3 separate regions of the Mus musculus genome follow, and regions 1 and 3 are each linked to region 2. A link is a contact called in public promoter capture Hi-C data. All regions are on one chromosome and are shown on one strand. Each heading gives the region's core, a stretch centred on a gene start, on an enhancer-like site or on the middle of the called end of the contact. The rest is flanking DNA. Distances are from core to core; before and after follow the strand shown. Region 1 overlaps Gtf2ird2 (GTF2I repeat domain containing 2). Region 2 overlaps Gtf2ird1 (general transcription factor II I repeat domain-containing 1). Region 3 overlaps Gtf2i (general transcription factor II I).

Region 1 (4,232 bases), core at 145-2,644, 230 kb after region 2:
GGCAGGCCAATCTCTGAGTTCAAGGCCAGCCTGGTCTGCAGAGCCAGTTTCAGGGCAGCTTCAAGGGATCTTGTGCCCTCTTCTGGGTACCACACTCACAGCACTCACATGGCAGACGCTTGGACACACATACACACCTAAATAAAGGAAAACAAACTTTACAAAAAAGAAAACTGTGATTCAAATGATGAAGACATTAAGTGGATGTCCCCACCTGCGACTGTCACCTGTATGATCCTAAGGTCTTCAACACCTGCTGCAGAGTTTACAAGGTTGGATGGACTTGCATTTCCTTGAGAGCAAACAGAAAGAGTCAGAGTGACCAGAAAATCTGCAAGTCTCTAAAATATACCCAAGTGTTACATAAGGAGAAGTGCAGCCTGGATACTGCCTCCCTATCCCCACCCCTGTGTGCGGTGTTGAAAGATGGTTGACCTTCAAGGTCAATCTGGCTGGACATGTCTGTGAGGGTGCTTCCAGAGTGTACACTGAGGAGAGAAGTCTCAACCTGATGTTGGGGCTCCACCCCATGCTCTGGGGGCCCAGACTGAACAAAAAGAAGAAAGAAAGTTGAGCACCAGCATCAATCTGTCTGCTTCCTGACTGTGGATACAATGTGATCAGCTGCCTCCAGCTCTGGCTACCGTGCAGTGTCTGCTACGCTGGGAAAGACTGTCTCCCCTCCTCTTTTAAGTTGCTGATGTTCTTAGAAAAAAATGTCTTTTCATTTATGTGTATGAGTGTGTGTCTATGTTGGGATGCAAGCATGTAAGCACACAGAGGCCAGAAGAAGCTGGAGTTAGAGGCAGTTGGGAGCCACACGAGATGGGAGCTGGCTGGGAACTAAATTTGGGTCCTCCAGAAGATCAACAACATTGTTCTCAATGGCTAAGCCATTTCTTCAGTCTCTTTGGTTTGTGTTTGTGTTTTTGTTTTTTTCAAGATATGGTTTCTCTGTGAAGTCCTGGCTGTCCTATAGGCCAGGCTGGCCTTGAGCTCAGACATCTTCCTGCCTCTGACTCCTAAGTGCTGGGGTTACAGGTGTGCGCCACCACCGCCCTGCAGTCTCATTAATTCAGTACTTTGTTGCAACATTGTGACAGCTGTTAATGTGCCAGATGGATGGCATCCTCTGACCCTGTACTCTGCGGCTGAACAGGATGATCATCAGGGAGAGGGAGGCCTGAGATTCCTTACATCCAGCTGAAGAGCTGTAGTGAACTGAAAAGCACTGCTTCTGAGGAAGTCCACGTGACTACAGAAAAAGAGACAGTGCACTGGACATCACTCAACTTGGCTCTTGACTCGCCTTCCTCGGCAAGCTGGGATAGACAGGTCAGGAGTTAATCTCTCTTCCTGTCTGCTCGGCTGATTTGGAGGGATGTTTACTTTCACTGCACGCGCTGTGCTTTTGGCTCATTGGGTGTATTTGCTCAGTTCTTAGAGGTGCCCCGTGAAGCCTGCTTTCTAACCCCCACTGCCAAAGGCTTCCTTTGACTGGGAGAACTCCGCCTCTAGCTTGCAATGAGGGTTGCTCTAGCTTGTGCTCTAGCTTGGCAATGAGAATTGGTTTGGAGAAAGCCCCAGACAAGACACTTGTGCAAGGTCCTCCGCCGTATCGTACAAGGCCTTCTGAGTGAGTGTTAGGCTAGCCCATTTCTGCTTAATAAAGTACATGGTGACATCTTCAAAAACAATTGATTGTTGCGGCCCACCCAATAAGGAGACAGCTGCCATCATTAAACCTTTTACTCTCGTTGCAAAGGTGAAACTATCAGGACCCAGGGCTCCAAGTGGCCTTGCTGGCTTTTCATAAATAGAGGATGTGGACACCATACTGTGTCCCCCACCAACCAAACCCTCAAATTAATTCTAACTGTGGCTAAAGAGAGGGCTAATTCTATTTCTATTTGAGGGCCAGTGAGGTGGCTCAGTGGGAAAAGGTACGTTTTCTGCAAAGCTGGTGGCCTGAGTTCGGTCCCCAGGACCCATCTCAAGGTGGAAGGAAGGAGAGAAGTGACTCCACAAAGATGTCCTCTGACTCCTCCATGCATCGAGACATGGTCATCTGTCTTAGTTACTTTTGTGTTGCTATGATAAGAAACCATTGCCAAGGCACCTTATAGAAGGCGGAGTTTACTAGGCTTATGGTTCCAGAGGGTTAGAGTCCATGACCCTTGTGGCAGAAGGCAAGCGGGCACAGTGCTAAAGCAGTAACTAAGAGCTCACATCGTGATCCATGAGCACAAGGCAGAGAGGGCTAACTGGAAATGGTGGGGCCTTTTGAAACCTCCAGGCTCACCTCTAGGGACACAGCTCCATCACCAAGGCCACACCTCCTAATCCTTCCCAAACAGTTCCATCAACTGGGGACCAAGCATTCACACATGGGAGCCTATGGCTCATTCTCATCCAACACATGCATGAATGTGAACATACACACACCGGTTCCAATCACCACCGTACAATAATCATTTCAGAAGTAGTGAGGGCTGCGTGGAAAGTCACCCTGACCATGTGACAATAACAAGCGTTTTGGTGACTCACCTTCCATTTTTACCTCAGTCTCGGGGTCCTCATTGGTCTCTAAAGCGACCATCCGAGTAGACTCTTAAAAAGAAAACATCTAAAATGACATTCATGATTGAGCAATCTCAGGCTCCCACAGTTTACTGCCCCCAGCTCCACCCCTACCCACATTTATCCTCATGCTGGAGTTTTGTTTTGTTTGGAGGCAAGGGCTCACTTGGTAGCCCAGGATGGCCTTGGTTTTAGAATTTTTCAGAAGGTTTATTTTATTCTATGTATAAGAGTGTTTGCTCACATCCGCAGAGATCACGAAACGATGTTAGATCTCCTAGAACTGGAGTTACAATTGTAAGCTGCTATGTGGGTGCTGGGAACTGAACTCAGGACCTCTGGAAGATCATCAGCTAGTGATCATAACCGCTGAGCCATCTCTCCAGCCCCGTTTGTACATACTAAACACACAGTGAGTTTACTTTTGTAAGAGATAATCATCAGGCACTAACTTATGATGTCAGCCTGGGGGGCGTGGCTTGGTTTGTAGAGCACCTGCTTAGCATGTACAAACACTGTATCCCAACCTTAGCGGTGCATAGAGATTAGAAGACGGAGGTCGTCCTGTCGTCTACACAAGGAAGTCTGTGGCCAGTCAGACCTTGTCTCCACAGAAGTAAACATCATAATTTCACATGGGCTTCTCCTCTAAGGGATTAGAGGAGATAGAAACTTCTACATATGACCAAGCAATCTAGATCTGTTCCCAGTCGTGGACACTGGGTCCTCTACTTGGGCAGTGGTGTTTCACGTGGTGATGGTGCTTCCTAACTTTGTAATCGACTGCTATGGGGTGGGGAGGGGCTGCTGGAGAGGTGACTCACTTGTTTTGGTTTTTCAAGACAGGGTTTCTCCGTGTAGCCTGGCTATCCTGGAATGCCTTCTATAGACCAGGTTGGTCTTGAACTCATGTCGATCTGCCTACCCATGCCTCCTGAGTGTTGGGATTAAAGGCACAGGCCACCAACTGCCTGGCTGAGAGGATTCAGTTGTTAAGAACTCTTGGGGGGGTGGGGGGTGGGGATGAGTGGACTGGAGAGATGGCTCAGCGGTTAAGAGCACTGGCTGCTCTTCCAGAGGTCCAGAGTTCAATTCCCACATAAAGGGATCTGATGCCTTCTGGCATGGAGGTGTATATGCAGATAGAGCACTCATATACATCAAATAAATAAATAAATAAATAAATAAATAAATAAATAAATAAATAAGCAAGCAAGCAAGCAAGCAAGCAAGCAAGCAGGCGCTTTTTTGTTTTTGGATAAGACCAGAGCTCATTTCCTAACACCCGTCCTGAGAGGCTCACAACTGGCAGTAATTCCAACTCCAGGGCATCTGATACTTTTCCTACCCTATGTCTGTACCCGAACTCAGGTGCACAGATATGCACACACACAATTAAAAAGTGAAATGAATTTTAAAAAATGAATTACTAGGATTAAAAAAGAGAGATGTAGGGTACGGTGGCCCCCGGTTCCAATCTCTGCTCTAAGGAAGCTGGGGCAGAGGGTTTCAACTTTGATGCCAGCCTGAACTATGTTCAAAGCCTGTCTTCTAAAAAGAGAGGGCTGGGTGTGATTGTGTAGCCTTTAATCCCAGCACTTGGGAGGAAGAGGCAGGCAGACCTGTGGAGTTTGATGGCAGCCTGGTCTAAA
Region 2 (4,192 bases), core at 558-3,057:
ATGGAGCTAAGTCAAGGTTCCTGATCAAAGCTCAAATGTTTAATAGAAAACTGTGCTTAAAAAGGGGGGGGGGGGGAGGCTCATCCCCTGCTAATCCATTCTTGGAGCCTGGAACCAGCTGCAGGATAGGGTGTAGTCTCTGGAATAGCTCCGCAGCCTCTCAGCAGGTAGTAGTGTCTTGAAGGAGAACAGTGGCAGTGGCTGAACAATAGTCATCTGGGCAGGAAGGCTCCACCCTAGGTAATCTCCTTAGTGGCAGCAAGGTCAAAGTCTGGATCAGCCTGTTTCAGGCTGGGGGGTTACAACAACCATTTAAGTTGAAGACAGATCGCCTATATTCTGATGACCCCATAAGAATTCTCTGGCCTCAAACTGGGGGTGTAGTTCCATTGATAGAGTACTTACCTTAGTGGCAGGGGACCCTGGGTTCCATTCACAGCACCACATAAACCAGGTGTAGTGTCATATACCTGTGACCCCAGCCCTGGTAAGGGGGAGGCAGGAGGATCAGGAGTTCAGGGCCATCCTCCACTGCATTGCAAGTTGGGAGGCTAACCCGGGCTAGTTGAAACCCTGTCTCAAGCAAGCAGTCAATCAAAGCTGTTTGACTTAGCACTGCTGCGCCTGTCTGGTTTGTTGATGTGTACACTGGGGGTGCACACAACACAGGAATTGGCCAACAGCGCTTTTCTCTCAGTGTTTTGTGGTTGTCCCTTGATGTGTGAGTACCTGTTGTATAGCAGACACTGTTGTTGGTGCCATCTATCCGCAGTGGTCAGAATGAGAAGGGAGGTCGGTTGGGACCACCATCTCTACCACATCAAGCTTTTGGGTCAGACCACCACACTGCTTTCCCATCAGATGGAATGTAGGAGAAACTGGCCATGAGGTGCTTTGAGGTGGTCACCTGAATTTCTAACCAGTGTCTGGGCCCGTGAAAAGGGAGTGGAGTCCAGGCGCCCCACTGGACGTGGGTCTTCAACTCGGCGTGTAGGAGGCTTCAGGAAGCAAGGTCCTCTTAACCCTGGGTGGTGCGTGTCTCATTAAACCATGCTTTTCTTCCTAAAGAAGGAAGCTCCGTGGAGCCCACCATGACTCTCACAGCCTCTACCGTCCACTCTGTTGACCTCTCAAGTCCCTGTCCCCCTAGGGTTTTGGTGTCCTCACATCTTTCCTGACCTTTGACCTGCCATTCCGAGGCTCTCAGTGGCCAGTCTTTTACCTGCCTAACTCCACCTTCTTGTTCTTTCTATACCTCGGCCGCTTTCTCATCCATCCCTTGTTCTCCGCGATACCCCCCATAGCTCTCCAGCCCAGGGCCCTGCCCGGAGGCCCCTTAGCCTTGGGCATCCAATCAGAGGCTCAGCTTCTCCCCTTCTGCCTTCTTTCTTTCCCAGGGTATTGGTATCCCTGTGAATGTTTGAGTTGGGTGTCTCAGGACCCCGTGTACCCCTAAACCACCGTCCTGACGTCTTCCTGTCTGCTTTAGGCTTGGCATCATCCTCGCTTCTCTTCTCAGGCAGCTTTACATGAGCCATGACCCCTCAGTCCTGTTGGACATTGCACCTGCTCTAAGCCCTTCTCTGTGTGTTTCCTGTTGTGTTGGCGTGAAGGTCCTTGGTCCCAGGGCCTTAAGGCCACTCTCGGTTGTCCCGCTACTTCCTGCTCCTCACCTCATCACTGCACACCCTGATCTCCACCTCACCCACTTGCCCAGCCTCCAGCCGAGGTTGCTGCCCTGCTCAACCCTGACCGCGACACGTGGGCGGCCCAGGCTGGCGGCTGGGTTTCCTGGGCAGCCAGTCATTTGGCAAGCCTTCAAAGTCTGCTCGGCTCTGTGGCCTGGGAGGTGGGTACTTTGGGCTGGGGCGGGGCAGGCGTCCCCCTTGATGACCGCGTTGCTGAGGTCATCTCTGGCATCATCTCCTTTGGGGAGCCACTCCTCCCCACCCCCCATCGCCGCCCATCATTTTGTGCTTCTTGCTTGCCACTAATTTTGCCTTTTGAGGGTTTTTGTTTGTTGAGGTCAGGTCTTCTACAGCCCAGGCTGGCTTCAACCAGGCCCAGTTTATGACTGAGCCCAGGGCTTTGTGCTTGCTGGGGACATATTCTGCCAGCCCAGCTACATTCCTACTCTGTTGCGAGCTGGCCTGCGGCTCACATGGACCGGGTACACCTGGGTGGCAGGCGGGGACTGAAAGAAACTAGGCGGTCGAGAGAAATAAAGGAGGCCAAGTCAAGGTTCCTGATCTAGGCTCAAATGTTTAATAGCAATCTGTGTCTATAAAGTGGGGGGGGGGGGGCCCATTCCCGCCCATCCATTCTTGGTGTCTGGAACCAGCTGCAGGTGATGACGTGCAGGACAGGGTGTGGTCTCCGGAATATCTCAGGGGCCTCTCAGCAGGTAGCAACTTCTTGAAGGAGAGCAGCATAGAGCCATCTAGGCAGGAAGGCTCCACCCCAGGTGATCTAATTCTCAGTGGCAACCGAGTCTGAACCAGCCTGCTTCAGACTGGGGGAGGCTACACTATTCTACTACACTTCTATCCTGGACAGAGTGCAGTCGTAGTCAAAGGAACAAAGATGGCTGGTGCTTGTAACCCCAGCACTGGGGAGACTGAGGCAGGAGAATCAGGAGTTCAAAGTCATCCTCAGCTACATAGCAAGTTGGCAGCCAGCCTCGGGTCCCCGTCGTCAGCGCTACATGTATTGATGTGGTGATAGATGTCTGTCCTCCAGGATTTAGGGGGATGAGCCGGGAGGACCAGGGGATTCAGGGTCCTTTTTCAGCTACGTCAAAAATTAGAGGCCAGGCTAAACTGACTGAGGCCCAGCCTCAGAAAACAAAACGAAACATCACCCCCCCCCCCAAAAAAACCCTCAAAAACTGGTTCGAATCCCAGTAGTCTGTGTTTTTGTCTTGTCATAGAGATATCCCTTCCCAGCTTGACGCCCAAGCATGCTGATGTGGTGTGTGTGAGCTCCTGGCTATGGTCGCTGCATGTGTGACATCCATTTCTGTCTTTGCATGTGAGTGTGCGTGTGTGTGTGTGTGTGCGTGCGTGTGTGTGTGTGTGTGTGTGTGTTGCCTGTAGGCACATGCACACACAGAAGGTATGGTTGTGGGAGGTTCTATGTCTAGGCACCTGGCCAGATGTCCTCTCTGCCAGGCCAGGGGCTTGCTCCATCCATTCCCCAGCTAGAGGCAGCCTGCGCTGTGAGGAGCAGTAACCCGCCCCAGAAGAGGCCCTGCTGCCTGGAGATTAGTCTCCAAGGCCACGCTGCCAGTTGCCATAGGCACTCAGGTCCCAGATAGCGCTGTGATTTCTCATCCTGGTCACGCAGGCGGCTGCCAGTGTCGCCTAACCGGAGCCAGGAGCCAGGGACCAGGAGCCAGAAGCCAGGCTTTAAATAACTGGTGGAAACCTGACCCTCCAAAGGAACTGTGCTTACCAAGGCCTGGCCTCCCCTCCTAGGGACAGGCGCGGGGCAGCTGCACCCCTCCCTCTATAACCAGAGCCTCGGGGGCGGGGGTGGGGTGGGGAGCTAGGAGAGACATGACAGAGGGTCCCTCTGAGGAACTGAAGCCTCAGAACACAGGGAAGGACACCTATCTCTGCCCTGAGACTCTGACCCCTTGCCCTTGAGGGCTGTGTAGCACCCCCTAGGATTCTGGACTTCTAATAACCAGACCCGAAACACATCCTTCTCCCCCCCCCCCCACTCCACTGCCCCAGTATCTCTAGAAGGTGGCATGAATTCTGGACCTAAAACCTAGGGCCTGGTTCCTGGCCTTGGCCTTGCCCAGCGTTCTGTTTTCTTGTCCTGAGGGTGAGGCCACGCTCCTGGATGTTTGTGTCTCTTGTTTTTTGTTTTTTTGTTTTTTGTTTTTTGTTTTTTGTTTTTTTCGAGACAGGGTTTCTCTGTGTAGCCCTGGCTGTCCTGGAACTCACTTTGTAGACCAGGCTGGCCTCGAACTCAGAGATCCTCCTGTCTCTGCCTCCCAAGTGCTGGGATTAAAGGCGTGTGCCACCACGCTTGGCTCCGGCTGTGTCTCTTGTTTTTAATTGTTAAATATTTACTCTAAATTTTTTTTTTTAAAGATTTATTTATTATATGTAAGTACACTGTAGCTGTCTTCAGACACTCCAGAAGAGGGAGTCAGATCTCGTTACGGATGGTTGTGAGCCAC
Region 3 (3,891 bases), core at 450-2,949, 140 kb after region 2:
GCCTCGAACTCCGAGATCTAATTTGCCTTTGCCTCTGCCTCTGCCTGCCAGTGGTATTAAAGCCACCTGAGTTTTATTCCTTTCTGTCAGCCTCTCCCCTCTGCTCCCACTTTGCAGCCATTCTACTTTAGTCTCTGGATTTGAGCCTTCCAGGCGTGCCCCGGGACTAGAGTCACGTGGGCTTTGCCCTTCCGCGGTGGTTCTTTCATTTGCAGTACTCCCAAGTATTACAGCATGCGTGATGTCTTAGTTACGTCTCGATGGCTATGAAAAGCACCGAGGCAGCTTATAAAGGAAAGCATTTAATTTGGGGCTAACAGTTCCAGAGGTTTAGAGTGCATGACCATCATGGCAGGGAGCATGCCGGCAGGTGGGTGGGCAGGCGGGCGGGCAGGGTATGGGGTGCTGGAGCTGGCAATTTGCACTTGCTCCACAGGCATGAGGCAGAGAGAGCTAGCTAGTTGAGAATGGCTTGGGCTTTTGAAATCTCAAAGCCTACCCCCAATGACATCTCCAGCAAGGCCACACCTCCTCCTCCTCCTCAAACAGTTCCATCCACTGGGGACCAAGCATTCAAATGTAAGAGCCATTGGGGGCCATTTGCAGTCAGACCACTACAGATGAGACACTCCTTCCTCTTTTTCCTTTTGGAGACAGTGTCATTAGCCCAGACAGGCCTTGCGTTTACATTGTCCAAGGATGTCATTGAACCTCCTGCCCCTGCCTCTTAGTGGTGGGACCACAGGTGTGCACAAGACGGGCTGGAACCCAGGCCTTCATTCTGGTCAGGAAAGCACTCTCGCAGCAGAGCCACGTCTCCAGCCCAATGTCCTGCTTGTAAAGACGCAGTGATGTTCATTACATGCATAGCTCACATTTTGCTAATTCCGGCCACCGTTAGACTGTTAGAATGCCATGAATCTGAGAGCACAAATCATATTGCAGTCCCAGAAGTGCAGTGGCTGGACTGCATAATTCTCTTTTGAGTTTAATTTTGTTTTAAGGAATTATCCAAAGCAGCAGTGCAGCAGTTTGAAGCTTTCCAATTCTCTCCACATCTTTTCTAGCTGTTACTATCTTACGTTTTTGTTGTTTGAAATTCCTATGTGCCGTCTTGTTGATACCATAGAACCAAAAACTATGCCTGAAGAGAGTGTGTGTTAGGATTCATAGGTACTACCCAGGGCCCTGCAGCCTCTTCCTTAGAGAAGAAGCTTGGCTCGGCCACAGTAACGCCACCTGCTCTTTCTGTGGGTGCACACAGGGGAGAGGCAGAAGTTTGTGGCTTGCCTGTGAATTGGATCACGAAGTGTGGCTGCTCTCCCTGGAGAGGATGTCACTGGGTCTGGGTGCCATCTGGGTTTAGTTGGGGTGTGATGCTGAGCTAATTTTACAGAAATGACACGCCACGGGAAGTTGAGCACATATCTTAAAGAAAGCTATGAAACTATAAATGACGTGGGCCGGGACGCATAGAGCACTGGCCATGGTGGGTCTTCTACATTCACCTCCCTGTGTTTTCCTCGTGCAGGAATCATGGCCCAAGTAGTGATGTCTGCCTTGCCTGCCGAAGATGAAGAGTCTTCAGAGAGCAGGATGGTGGTGACCTTCCTCATGTCTGCCCTGGAGTCCATGGTGAGATTCTGTGGCTCTGCCAGTGGTTTCTGTGAAACAGTAACTAAACGGATTAATTATTACTCCTTTCTTAGATGCTGGGATTGAGCCATCGCTGTGTCTCGTGTGGTAGGCCAGCGCTCTACCACTGTCTCCCTGGGGCCTATTATTATTTTGAGGCCATCTGACCTGCACTGTCTGATCCTTTTTGTCTCGGTCTCCAAAATGTTAGGATTACAGCAGGCAAGCACTCTTGTAACTGAGCTGCATCCTCGCAGTCCCAAGGTTTCAGCTTTGGAGTCAATACTTTCCAACCAGGTTTCATAGAACGTCTCTGTGCTGGGACTCAGGCCAGGCGTGGTCCAGCATTGTGCTCTGCACCCTGCACATCCCCAGCCCTCAGGTTCTTCAGGAGGTTTAATTCCATCAGAAAGCTTTCGTAAAGTCAGTCAGAGGTAGGAGGGTCTTTTTAGTATTCTAGCACACTTTGGGCTATATAATGAGACCCTGTCTTAATATACCAAAAAAAAAAAAAAAAAACTCCAAAGAAGCCAAACACTTAGGCATGGAATTGCCTTATGAGTGGGCTTCAGATCTGCTCTCAGGTGGTGGCACTAGTTCCTCGGGCTCCTAGACCACCTAGCAGTGCCTCACTACGACTACAGTTTCAGACTTCCCCGATACAGCACCCCTCCCCTGCCAGCTCTTCCTGGCAGCAGAGGCGGCTGACCCTTGGGACGCTGCCCTCCCTAAGGCCTCACAAAGTGCACGTCTGCAAATCTGAGTTTGTATCTTGAGGAATCTTACCTTGTGTGTATGTTCTTGCTTTCATTCTTTTTTTTTGTTTTTTGGTTTTTTTTTTTTGTTTGTTTGTTTTGTTTTTTTGAGACAGGGTTTCTCTGTATAGCCCCGGCTGTCCTGGAACTCACTTTGTAGACCAGGCTGGCCTTGAACTCAGAAATCCTCCTGCCTCTGCCTCCTGAGTGCTGGGATTAAAGGCGTGCACCACTACCGCCCAGCACTTTCATTCTTCCTGTACGTTGTTTTTGTTGTTTTGATTTTGTTTGACCCCCCAGCCCCTTTAGAACTAGGTACAGCATCTACTTTCACTTAATTTAAAGATGTAAATGACCAAAAAAAAAATCTGTCATCACTGGTACAGAAACACGCCTTTAATCCCAGCACTCGGGAGGCAGAGGCAGAGAGGCAGAGAGAGAGGCAGAGAGGCAGAGGCAGGCGGATTTCTGAGTTCGAGGCCAGCCTGTTCTACAAAGTGAGTTCCAGGACAGCCAGGGCTACACAGAGAAACCCTGTCTCAAAAAACAAACAAACAAAAAAACCCAAAAAGATGTGAATGACACTTGCGTCCTGATTATATATTAAGACGCTTTTTTTTTTTTTTGGTTTTTCGAGACAGGGTTTCTCTGTGTAGCCCTGGCTGTCCTGGAACTCACTCTGTAGACCAGGCTGGCCTCAAACTCAGAAGTCCGCCTGCCTCTGCCTCCCGAGGGCTGGGATTAAAGGCGTGCGCCACCACGCCCGGCATTAAGACACTTTTTAAGTGTTAGGTTTTTAGATTTATCTAGAAAGAATCAGTGCTTTTAAATCGCTATACATAGTGTAATGTTGTCTGGTTTTGTTTCAGTGTAAAGAGCTGGCCAAGTCCAAGGCTGAGGTGGCCTGCATTGCTGTGTATGAGACCGACGTGTTTGTTGTTGGAACCGAAAGAGGGCGTGCTTTTGTCAATACCAGAAAAGATTTCCAAAAAGACTTTGTGAAGTATTGTAAGTGCAGTGTTTTTATTGTTATTTATTTTATTTTATTTTATTTTATTTTTGTAGTTTGCAAATTTTAAATACAATTATTTTTAGATACGGCATCTCAAGCTTCCTAAGAATGAATTACACCTGAAAAAGACAGAGGATGTGACGTGTGTATTTGTGGGAGTGGGGAAGTGGGTCAAGACAAGTCACTGACTTGGTCATGTAGGAGGAGGTGTGAGCTGGGTGCTGGTGGGGGCTGTCTGTGAGGACACAAGGAACTGAACAACTTTGTAAGACAAAAGACCAAGTTGCAGGGACTCAGGCTGTGAGAACCACGAGGCTCCAGGCTTGTTAAAGGAACACTGGCTTGGGGTTTTTATAGGGCAATTTGGTCTCCCCTTGCCCCTACTGGTCCTGGTTAGACACCAGCCTCCGAACCTTCCTGCTGTTTCTCTTGGAGGTTTTCTGGGAACAAGAAGCCAGCATCTCAGGGCCTGCTCACCTGTGGTCCTTT

The links. Capture Hi-C pulls out chosen DNA fragments and counts their contacts.
Region 1: a promoter capture Hi-C map of liver shows a contact between it and region 2. The contact joins two enhancer-like sites. A contact is called at or near these places in 2 of 39 promoter capture datasets (cranial neural crest and maxillary cranial neural crest), 3 of 484 Hi-C or Micro-C datasets (CD4 T cells, bone marrow-derived macrophages and liver), 3 of 115 datasets of contacts at active chromatin or transcription factors (the NIH/3T3 cell line and embryonic stem cells) and 2 of 9 other capture datasets (adipose tissue and liver).
Region 3: a contact with region 2 is called in a promoter capture Hi-C map of pancreatic islet. The contact joins two enhancer-like sites. A contact is called at or near these places in 1 of 39 promoter capture datasets (cranial neural crest), 1 of 484 Hi-C or Micro-C datasets (CD8 T cells), 2 of 115 datasets of contacts at active chromatin or transcription factors (embryonic stem cells and memory CD8 T cells) and 3 of 9 other capture datasets (adipose tissue, liver and pancreatic islet).

What each region holds. Positions count from the first base shown.
Region 1 is chr5:134,207,258-134,211,489 of GRCm38.p6, reverse strand. Gtf2ird2 (GTF2I repeat domain containing 2) reads right to left here. Exons shown (of 16, transcript NM_053266.1): 11 at 2,548-2,610; 12 at 215-292. Among named protein-coding and RNA genes, the nearest start is that of Ncf1, 20 kb to the left of the region's middle. Within about 2 kb of position 1,394, at least 17 of the 459 cell types and tissues checked have an H3K27ac peak or open chromatin away from gene starts, as enhancers often do. A contact at or near this core is called in liver, where this site is marked.
Region 2 is chr5:134,435,221-134,439,412 of GRCm38.p6, reverse strand. All of the region lies in intron 1 of Gtf2ird1 (general transcription factor II I repeat domain-containing 1), which reads left to right. Among named protein-coding and RNA genes, the nearest start is that of Gtf2ird1, 19 kb to the left of the region's middle. Within about 2 kb of position 1,807, at least 154 of the 459 cell types and tissues checked have an H3K27ac peak or open chromatin away from gene starts, as enhancers often do. A contact at or near this core is called in liver and pancreatic islet, where this site is marked.
Region 3 is chr5:134,293,254-134,297,144 of GRCm38.p6, reverse strand. Gtf2i (general transcription factor II I) reads left to right here. Exons shown (of 34, transcript NM_010365.4): 2 at 1,532-1,635; 3 at 3,260-3,398. The coding sequence starts at 1,537. Among named protein-coding and RNA genes, the nearest start is that of Gtf2i, 20 kb to the left of the region's middle. Within about 2 kb of position 1,699, at least 48 of the 459 cell types and tissues checked have an H3K27ac peak or open chromatin away from gene starts, as enhancers often do. A contact at or near this core is called in liver and pancreatic islet, where this site is marked.